Linked DNA regions of Mus musculus: region 2 is linked to region 1. The links are chromatin contacts, called in public Hi-C maps. All regions are on one chromosome and are shown on one strand. The core of a region is the stretch at or near the end of the contact, and the rest is flanking DNA. Distances in the headings are between cores, read along the strand shown. Region 1 holds the start of Bcar1 (breast cancer anti-estrogen resistance 1). Region 2 holds the start of Tmem231 (transmembrane protein 231).

Region 1 (5,183 bases), core at 1,440-3,939:
TCTGGCATGGCAACAGTCATTTTCAAGTGCAAACTTCAAGCTAGGTCAGACTGCCTGATAGGCCTGTGGCACTGGCCAGCCATGCCCAGAAGGAAGGCGGACGTCAGAGGAAGCCAGGAAATGAGTAGCCAGGTACTGCCCAGGTACCTCTGCTCTCAGCAGAGGAGAGAGCATAAGCTGGCAGCCAGGGCTGTCATGGTTCCTCCCTCCCTCTGAACCTTATATCCCATGGGGGTCAAATAACAGAGCTAAGACCCCTGGCACAGCTGGAGTGGTAGTGCACACCTTTTAGACCAACACTTGGAGGAGGCGCAGGCAGATGGATTTCTGTATTAATTCAAGGCCAGCCTGGTCTACAGAGTAAATTCCAGGCTATTCAGGGCTATACAATGAGATCTTATCTCAAAAAACTAAAACAAAACCCTATTCAGATCCTACTTGGATATCCAGGAAACCACATCAACTCAACCTCGTCCGCCCCAAGTTCTCTCTGCCATCGTCATCTCCCATCGCCGGCTGTTAGCATCTTGTAATTTCTGTGGGCCAAAGTGCCTGCGTCAGCTCTAGCCAGGAAAAGACTGCCCAAATGAATGGGTGTTGCATAAAACTCAAATGTGTCCCTAAGTACCACATGGCCAGTCACCATTCTGGGCTCCCAGAGCAGGCAAATCTTTCTAGAAGCTCACCAGGGCTCCCAGCAAATGAAAGCTGTTTTCTGCTTCAGAAATGAACTTTCTCCATAGCCCCACAACCTCACATACTCTCAAAGTCCCAGGGGAGAGGACAATGGACTGGCAGCCTAGCTACACACCATGCAGATTACTGAGGGCTGTGGCTACAAGCGAATGGGAGATACATCAGACGGAGTGGATCTTGGTGGGGACAGACCTTCACTTCTTCACAGTGATTCTTATCTGTGCAAGTTTCACCAAACCCCCTTATCCTCTCTAGTTACAGACGGTGCCACTGCGGCACAGAGCAGAGAGCCATGACCTGAAATCTTGTGAGGTAAGGGCCTGCATGGACTACTAAACCAATCTTGGCCCTCCTAATCAGAGGCCTGTCCAGAGGGGTACTCCATGGTCATTACTGCCTTGGGGACCCTGGCCCTCCAGCACACTCAGCAGGTCTGCCTTGTTTTTCTGACCAGTGTCCACAGGGGCGGAGCTGGCTGGTGCCCTATGCCCCAAGCCAGAGAAAACTCTGAGCTCTGCAGAACAGCAAGAGCACAACAGAGGAGAGAGGCTTGGCAGGCTTGCTCTCTCTTCCTAGAGATGAGACAATTATGCTTTGAACCAGAAGAGATGGGGGTGGGGGGCTCCCATTAGCACTGCCTGGAAGCCCTAATTTTTTCATCTGTAACTCAGCATTACCGCTTCTAGGGGCGGGCAGGAGCTGAGCTCTCTAATTCTGTAATAACAATGCTTTGCGCTTACAGAACCCTCTCTTCTCCAGGAATCTCTGTACCCTACGGTGGTTAATTAAGAGGCCACTTGCCCTGCCAGGACGCTTGACTGTCTGCATCACGGAGAGAACCCAGTCCCCTGAGTGGATGAAGAGCAGTTCCAGCATAAGGCCAGGCCAGGCTAGGCATGGCTCTGGTCCATTGCCCCTTCCTGTCATCGGGAAAAATGCTTGAGTCAGCAGAGAAACGGTGGCTGTAGGCCATTACTCCAGGGCTGACAGGATGAAGGTGTGGTTTCACACCTCTGTTTGTCCATCTGTAAAGTGGGTTAATGCCTGTACCTGAGTCCATAGAATAATCAATGGAGACCTCAGGAGGAGACCCAAGTGTTAAGGACTGGCCCAAGGGCTGCTCAAGTCTGCCTGGTGGATCAGGAAGACAGAGGACCGGGATGGGATGTCAAGCAAACGGGGAAGCCCCTACAGAAAGGAGCTGCTAGTCGGAAGGTCCTGGGGTTCAATGGACCAACAAAACTTCCCACAAAGTGAGTGTACAAACCAGAGGTAGGGGGGAGGTACGCTATTTTCCAACAGCCAGCCAAGCCAACCATTCTGGGGTAAGGGTGTCTCCGGGGACAAAACAGACCCCGCCCCACTCCTGGCCATCCGGGTAGAGACCCGACAGCACAATAGGGCAGCCCTCCTAGGGAGTTTTCTGGGGAACAGTAGAGACCTTCCCACCCTTCATTCGGCGCAGCTGACCTGGCCATGGGCTTCTAAGGAGTGACAGAGCCCTCTTCTCCGTAGGCCTGACCACTCTGGTAGGAGATAGGGAAAAAGCACGGACCCCACCGGGCCCACTAGTCCCAGAGGCTCTCAAGAGGCTCCCAAACACCCCCTGCCCAACCCAGCCGTGCCGGGGTGCTCCCCGCGGGGCCAGTACGCCCCCCCCCCCGTCCTAGTCCGCTGTCCTGGAAGAGGCTGGAAAAGCCGGGTCTGAGAAGCCGGCTCTGGGGCAGCGCCCCCACCCTGACCCCCACCTCGGCCTGAAAAGAACCTCCGGCGACCCCCGATGGCCCAGGCCTGCGGTAGGGGGCGCGGGGTTCTCAGGCGGTCAGCACTCACCGGCACGGTCATCTTGGCCGCCGCCCCCCCGGAGCCCTGCAGCAGCGGCGCGGGCTAGCTCGGGCTCGGTGGGCCCGCGCCGCTCACAGCCCCCGGCGCGGGGTCCCGGCGTTCTCCGCTGTCCTGCCGGCTGCTTTCCGCCGCCACCGGACAGTCCGGCCGCTCCCCCCGCGCCGCGCATGCGCTGCCCGCACCGCCCCTCCCCCTCCCGCCTGCTCCGCCGCGGGCCGCGTTAAAGGCAAGGACCCGGGACCCCGGGATTTTTTCTGTCGGCACAACTGGTCGAGGAGGCTGGGTTCCCACACCTTGCACGTCCTTCCAAAGGCTACCTCCAGACTTATTATTAGACAATCCCATCCGGTCCGCCCACCCGGTTCTGGAATCCAGAACCCCCACCCCCTCACATCACGTCCCTCAGTGCGGGTCCCAAGGCTCCTACAACCCTACTTTGGGAGCAGTTTAGACTGGCTGAAGGCGATCTTAGATCAGCCTAGCACTACACCAGAATTCCTCTGCCCTCCGAGCCCAGCTGAGAATGAGCTTAGGTCTCCGCCAAAGCCCACTCCATCCCCCCAGGGAGCCCCAGACCCCCAGGAAGCAGCCTGATTAACACTGGATCCCCCTGAAAATAAAATCTAGAGTGGCTTTTAGGGAGGGACCCATAATGGGCCCTCCTGCCCAAGGCTGGAAGACAAGCAGGCCTTCAGGTCTTCCTTTCTTCCATGTTAATCACCCCTAATTTCTTCAGCTGTTTCACACTTGGTATGATGCCCAAACATGCACCTGCAAGCAGTGGGCACACGGTCTTCCGACTGCCACGCCCTCGCTTCTTTCACCTTCCCTCTCAGTACACTGAGGCTCTGAGCTCCATCAGCTACCAAGGGCATAAGACCCAGGGGTCTGTCCTGCTGCCCAACCACATATAACCTGTCACTGCTCCATGGGACCTCTTCCTGGGTAAGGCCAGACCCAGGGTAATTAATGGCTGCCACGGCCTGAGAAGGAGAGTGCAAACCTACATCAAGTGGGAGATGGATTCTATGGCTTTGCTTTGTCTAGGAGCCTACTGCTTTCCTAAGGGAACCTGTTCCGAAAAGCTGATTGGCAGCAGCCTTCCCTCCTGAGAGGACCTCGAGAGGGCGAGAGCTTCAGCTAGCTAGTATATAGTACTTGGGGACAAGGCTGCTGTGACCCGAAGCTGCTGCCTCCTCCTCCTCCTCCTCCTCTTCCTCCTCTTCCCCCTCCTCCTCCTCCTTCTCCTCCTTCTCTACCACCACCCCCACCACCACCTTCCTTTCCTCCTCCTCCATTTTTTCCTCCTCTTCTTCCTACTCCCCCCTCCTTTTCCCCGTCCTCCTCGCCTGGTTTATTTTATTTTGCGTGTGTGAGTGTTTGTGCATCCATGTGTGCATACCATGTACCTGCCTGCTGCCCTCAGCGGTCAGAAGACAGCATGGGATCCCCTGGAACTGGAGTTATGGAAATTATCAGCAGCCATGTGGGTACTGGAAACCAAACCTGGCTCTTCTGCGAGAGCAGAGGATGCGCTCCGTCCCAGGGACAAGCTTTTTTTTTTTTTTTTTTTTTTTTTTTGTCTTCCAGATGTACAGTGGTTGGAGGGCCGGGTGACTGGAGATGGAGTGAGGGTGGGTCTCTAACTTCCTCAGAGGCTCAGGGGTGGCCTCTGATCCCCCAACTTTTTTCTCCTGAGGTCTTGGGGGCAACCTTAGTCCCCTCAACCCTCTGGTAGATTCTGAGAAGGAACTCAACAATGAGGGAAGATATTTGAGAAAGAGGGACATCAGGACAGCCACCAGAGCCAGGTCTTGATTCCAGGACTGATGAGGGGGTCTTCGATACTTTGAACAGGGTTGCCCCTGTACCTCTTGAATACATGTTCTCAAGGTATTGCTAGGAGAGGGCAGACAAGGCCACAACAACCAGAGGGGTGCCTGGGCCGACAGCTGCCATCTCCTCAAAGGGCATTCTGTGTGTGTCTGGCACATGGCCCTACCCGTGCCCACCCGCCCGCGCCCAGCTGGCACCCGGGATTCTGAGCTGAGAACAGCAGTTCAGCCTGGCGCCTGGGCTCTAGGCCACACGCGCCGGAGGTCCCGGAGCCCCGCCCCTCCAAGTCAGGCTCCTCCTCCCTTTTCATTTCCTCTGGCTGGGAAAAGCGCAGGACTTTAGCTTCTGTTTATTCTAGGTGTCCAGGCTAGAAGACGATGAGTGAGCAGTAGGTAAAATATGCCTTCCACACTCTGGGTACAGAGAAATGGGGTCTCAGAGGATAGTGCATGTGGGGTCTGGCTTTGGAAGCCAGCTAGTCCTCCAGCGTGTCGCGCACAAACAGGGAAAAGGCAGATCCCTGGTAGATCTTTGCTTCTGGCAGAGATCAGGGATTTGGGTATAGGGTGTGAAGCAACTAGAGGAGGCTCCCTCGGGGATCTGACTATCCTGTATCCCTAGAGGCCGGAGCTGCTCTTCCCTCGCTAAGCCTTGCAGACAAATTATTCCACAATGACTCACCGAGTTCTTCAGAGACTAGCCTGTGGGGATGTCCAGACCAGAAGCAGCTGGGCTGCCTGACGAAGGCGCCATACTAGAGGGTCCTTGAGAGCTGCCCAGGACCCTCAGTGGAGGGCACTCCCTCT
Region 2 (5,183 bases), core at 1,431-3,930, 190 kb after region 1:
GGTTTAATTCCCAGGGCCCATAGGGCAGTTTACAACTGTCTATAACTCCAGTTCCAGGGGATCCGAGGCACCAGGCATCACATAGTATACATATATGTGCATGTAGGCAAAGTACCCACACACAGAGAATAAAATAAGCAAAGCAGCAAGGTAAGTACATAAATAGTAAAAGCAGGCGTGGTGGCTCACAACTGCAGTCTCAGCGCTGAGCAGGCACAGGCTGGAAGACCGAAACACAAAGTCTTTAAGGTCATCCTAGGCTACAAAACCAAGCCATCCTGGATGACATGACATGCAGTCTCAAGAAACTAAAAGGGTATGTGTTGGTGGCCTGGGGGAAGAGTCTTGACCATCTGAAGAATAAAAGAGTGCAATGATGTTAAAACAAAACAAAACTTCCAAAGCAAAAACTTTTGCATTAGTTACCTAATGAGAGTGTGTTAGAAGCCCTCCCCAGGCTGGGTGGCTGGCGGTAGTAGCAGAGGGGAGGGAGAGGTTGACAAATCTCTGAGTTCGAGGCCAACCTGGTCAACAGAGCAAGTTATTTGACAGCCAGCGCTACACAGAGAAACCCTGTTCTAACAAATAGAAAGAAACGCTTTCCAGATGTTTAAATAAGATTTGCCGAGTCTCCACCTCTTTCATGAGAATCCTCTACTGACATTCCACGGGGGAAGCTGGAGCCTGCGCTCCCCTCCCACTCCCACCAGGCCCCATCGCACCTCCCCCTCTCTCATCCCTTCAGTTTCCCTAGGTGCGCATTTTGCTTAGTCAGCCTTTCATGTCGTAACTAAGACTACTACGCAAGTCCGGTTCGCAACCTTGACTGCGCATCCTTCCTAGCGTCTTCTCGTGGCTTATTTCCTTGCAGTTAACAATTACTTTACTTGCTTGCTTTGTTTTCTCTAAGTGCATGAAATTTCAACAAAACGCTTCCACTGGCATTCAGACGTGCATGACTTAAGTCTGGGCCTCACGTCTGTAGTCCCAGCTTCGTAGCTGGCTGAACTGGGCTTACAGCTTGGGCAGGCAACATAGCAATAACCCATCTCAAAAAGAATAAAAAAGCTGTAGGATTTAGTTAAAGCTTTGTTTATTCACTTACTAATTTTAATAGTAAAACGATTGGAGCAAATTAAAAAAAAAAAAAATCAAGGATGGGTAATGAGATAGCTCAGCAGGTAAAGACTCCTGCAGCCAACCCTGGGAATCCAAGCTGGATTCCCGGGACAGTGACAGGAGGGAACTGACCCCTCCAAGTTGTCTTTTGACTTTACATGCCAGCGCTACGCTTTTGAGACTGAATAGCCCTGAGCTTGCTGTATAGGTCAGGGAAGGGGGGGGGCAATCCTGCCTCAGGTGGAGGTTAGAAACAAAATATTTACTAACAAACACCTAGTTAAAGTCATCACTCTGCCCATGTCATTATATGAACGGCAAGGGATGACCGTAAGGAAGCACTTGATTTATGCGAAAGTAAACACTAAACTGCAGCCAGTAAAATGTTTCCCTTACACAGGAGACAGCTGCAGTGTGGCAAAGAGTTGAGAAGCCTAACCCAGACAGGCGTGGCTTGGCTAGAGCAGGACCTGAGAATTCAACCAATCACCGCTTGCCCCGCCCTACCCCGCATCAAGTCTGCATAAAAACACTGGTACTTTCTGTCTTTACAGCTTGGTGATGTTCAAACTCAGCAGCGTACTGGGGTGTACAGAACTCCGCCTACAAGCCCTCAAAGGGGTTTTTTCTTCAGCCACCTTTCCATTCAGAAAATGACCAGCACCAGAAACAGGCTCTGGACTCTTGTTGTCCGGCAAACACAGTGCCTGCACGGCTGCCTTTCTAGGGAAACCTGGAGAAACTGAATAAAACTATCTAGAAAGTTAAGCATGCGCAGGCCAAAGGGACTTTTGTTTCCAACCCTCGTGGCTCCTTAAGATCCAAGCTGTGGGACTGAGAGTGGCTCAGTGGTTAAGTCCTTGCATGCAAGCACAAAGCCTTGGGTTTGATTCCCAGCACCCCATATACCCCAGCAGGGCGTTGCATAGCGAATCCCCGGCACTGGGAAGGTGAAGGCCGAGTATCAGTTGTTGAAAGACGACTTTGGCTATATAGTTTAAGGCAAGCCTGGGATACACGAGACTCTGCTCTCACACCCGGTCAAATGACCCAAACTGGGATCTCACTCCATCCTATCACCCCCAGGATCCGGGCGGGAACCACGCACCGACACGAGCGGGACGCGCAGGTGAGCCCCCTGCAGCCGGTTGAAGGTGGGGAACGTGCTCCAGGCGAGGAAGGCTTCAGGCTCCGGCCCCAGGAGAGCCACGAGCAGCACTTGGTGCTGGAAGCGCACGTTCGGCTGCTCCTCGTAGCTGCTCCGCTTCAGCCAAAACCCTGCGGGAGACAAGGCGGGTTGGGGGGAGCCAGGTTAGGATTGCCGGCCTGGGCCCGCCGGCCGCGCCGTGTGGCCCTCCAGGCCCGGGCAGGCTCACCGTGGCTCCGGAAGGCCACCAGCAGCGGGGGGATGTAGGTGAGCGCGGTGGTCAACAGCAGGAAGAGCGCGGCCTTGGAGCAGAGCCCCGCGCGGTAAGCGCGCTCGATTGGGTGAGAGAAGAGATGGTACAGCGCCATGAGCGCAGGGCCGCAGCGCCGAGTCTCCACGGCAACCGACGGCGGGCAGAGGAACCAATAGCAGGCATGCAGGCCTCTAGAAGGGGGTGGAGCTAGCAGGAGGAGGGTCCTGTGTTAGTGCTGTGCCTGCGCGTCTCTTCAAGAAGGCAACTGTATGGGCTGGTGAGATGGCTCAGCCGGTAAGAGCGCTGACTGCTCTTCCAAAGGTCCTGAGTCAAATCCCAGCAACCACATGGTGGCTCACAACCATCCATAATGAGATCTGACGCCCTCTTCCGGAATGTCTGAAGACAGCTACAGTGGTGTACTTACATATAATAAATAAATCTTAAAAAAAAAAAAAAGAAAGCAACTGTAATGATATTTTCACTCACCAAAGTCTGTGTCAATTGTACAAAATCAGACGTGCATAGATGTTGACATCACCCCATAGATCATCTATTAACTCATGACATAAGGATGGTTGATGTAGCTTAGTTGGTAGAGGGCTAGCCTACTATACAGGAAGCCCTGAGTTCATCTCCAGCACTTCATTAAACCAGGCACCTTGGCCCACATCTGTAACACTAACAACTCTTCAGGTGAAGACAGAAGGATCAGAAGTCCAAGGTCATCTTTAGCTACATTGTGAGTTTGAGACCAGCCAGAGATACTGGAGACTTTGTTTCAATGCAAAAACTCCATTGAGGTTCATACTGAAGTCGGGACATTCCTATAACAAGGCCACCGTCCTAGAACCAGGTACTTTTGTCTTCAAGGTTAATGCTTTCACTATGCCCCATAGCAGGAAAGATAGAAAACAGGAAACAAACCCCCTGATTATTTAAAGGTTAGAACAAAAACAAAAAATAAAAGGCCGGGCGTAGTGGTGCACGCCTTTAATCCCAGCACTCAGGAGGCAGAGGCAGGCGGATTTCTGAGTTTGAGGCCAGCCTGGTCTACAAAGTGAGTTTCAGAACAGCCGGGGCTACACAGAGAAACCCTGTCTCGGAAAAAAAAAAAAAAAAAAAAAGGTTAAAGGGTATTTTACTAAATGGCTCCTTCTGTTGTACTTTGTTAGCTATAAACACTGATACTGTCTTCCCCAAAGTTAGCATTAGCTGATCACTTAGGTAAATACTAACACCAATATCTTAACATGGAAGACAGATTTTTACCTGTTTGGAAGTAGGGTCTTACTATGTAGCCTGTGCTGGCCCTCAATTCTCCTTTCTCCAGGTCCTCTGCAAGAACAATCGGTGCTCTTAACAATTGGGTCATCTCTCCAGCTCCCACCATCTATCTTAATTCTGGAAAGGCTGTCCTCTGACCTCTACATGCCTGTCATGGTGCTCATCTGCATCTATGCACAAATAATGAATAAGTAAATGTAGTGTAACATGTAAGTAAGCTGGAGAGGCCGGTTTTCCAGAGGATCAAGGTTTGACTTTCAGCACCCACACAGGGGCTCAGAGCCAACTGTAACTCCAGTCCTAGGGGATCCAACAGCTTCTGTGGGCACTGCAGACACATGGTCCATAGACACACACGCAGGCAAAACACCCAAACACATGTAGTTAAAATAAAGGTGTTGGCACACAGCTTTGATCCCAGTGTTTAGGAGACAGAGGCAGTCAGATCTCTGAGTTCTAGGCCAGCCTGGTCTACAGAGTGACTTCCAGGACAGCCAAGGCTACAATGAAAAACCTTGTCTCAAAAAATAAATAATAATAATAATAGGAAATATAAATGTATTTTTAAATTAAAAAATAAAAACTGTGCTTAAATAACCGTTTTGGAATGGCTGAATGTAATGTAGATTCTTTGTGGTGGTTGTTCTCTGAGTAAGAGAATGTTTGCCTCCAAAGAGTCGACAGAAGGAAACATACACTGTCGCTAAGTCACCGGTGAGACAGGGAGGTGACTGTTACGAATTTAGAAGTATAAAATGGTTTAGCCTTAGCTGGGTGTGGTGGTGTATACCTTTATTCCCAGCACTGGGGAGGCAGAAGCAGAGACAGAGGGAGGTGGATTTCTGTGAGTCCCAGACCAACCCAATCTACATTGTGTTCTCCTGTCCCTGAAGTTTGCCTCAAAAGATGATAAAGTCATTTCCTTCCAACTATGTATTTCAGATGGGAGTAGGGGGTTCATACCTGAAATCCTAGTGTTTTGAAGGCTGAGACAGGAGGATCAGGTGTTTAAGGCCAAGCTTGGCTACAAAGCAAGCCTGAGGCCAGCCTGGGCTACATGAAACTAGCACAACCATCCAAGCCAGGCTGGTTCAGTAGGAAAGAACACTGGCAGCATAAACAGGAGCTCAGGAAAAAGCCAGATCAGGATGTGTGTGCCTGTAATTTCAGGATGGCTGGGGCTTTTGGTGACTGCTAGACTAGCTCCAGATTCAATAAGAAACCCTGTCTCAGAGGAATAAATGATGTGTGGTAGGGAGAGACCCCTGATATCCTACTGTGACCATCACATCTATACACGTGGGCACAGGCATCCACATACATGAATGTATAAACCACAAGCATAGGAATTCAAGTCCAGTCTTGGCTATATTGTCC

The links. A called contact is a pair of places that touch in the nucleus more often than the background predicts.
Region 2: a contact with region 1 is called in a Hi-C map of muscle stem cells, with 2.0 times the contacts expected there. The contact joins the promoter of Tmem231 here to the promoter of Bcar1 in region 1. A contact is called at or near these places in 5 of 484 Hi-C or Micro-C datasets (LSK cells, embryonic stem cells, muscle stem cells and 1 more), 8 of 115 datasets of contacts at active chromatin or transcription factors (effector CD8 T cells, embryonic stem cells, epiblast stem cells and 4 more) and 3 of 9 other capture datasets (adipose tissue, liver and macrophages).

The regions. Positions count from the first base shown.
Region 1 is chr8:111,741,160-111,746,342 of GRCm38.p6, forward strand. Bcar1 (breast cancer anti-estrogen resistance 1) reads right to left here and starts at 2,690. Exons shown (of 7, transcript NM_009954.3): 1 at 2,530-2,690. The coding sequence starts at 2,541. Gm51589 (a long non-coding RNA gene) reads left to right here and starts at 487. Exons shown (of 3, transcript XR_003947596.1): 1 at 487-1,008; 2 at 1,456-1,949.
Region 2 is chr8:111,931,133-111,936,315 of GRCm38.p6, forward strand. It overlaps Tmem231 (transmembrane protein 231), which reads right to left and starts at 2,681. Exons shown (of 7, transcript NM_001033321.2): 1 at 2,496-2,681; 2 at 2,228-2,397. The coding sequence starts at 2,634.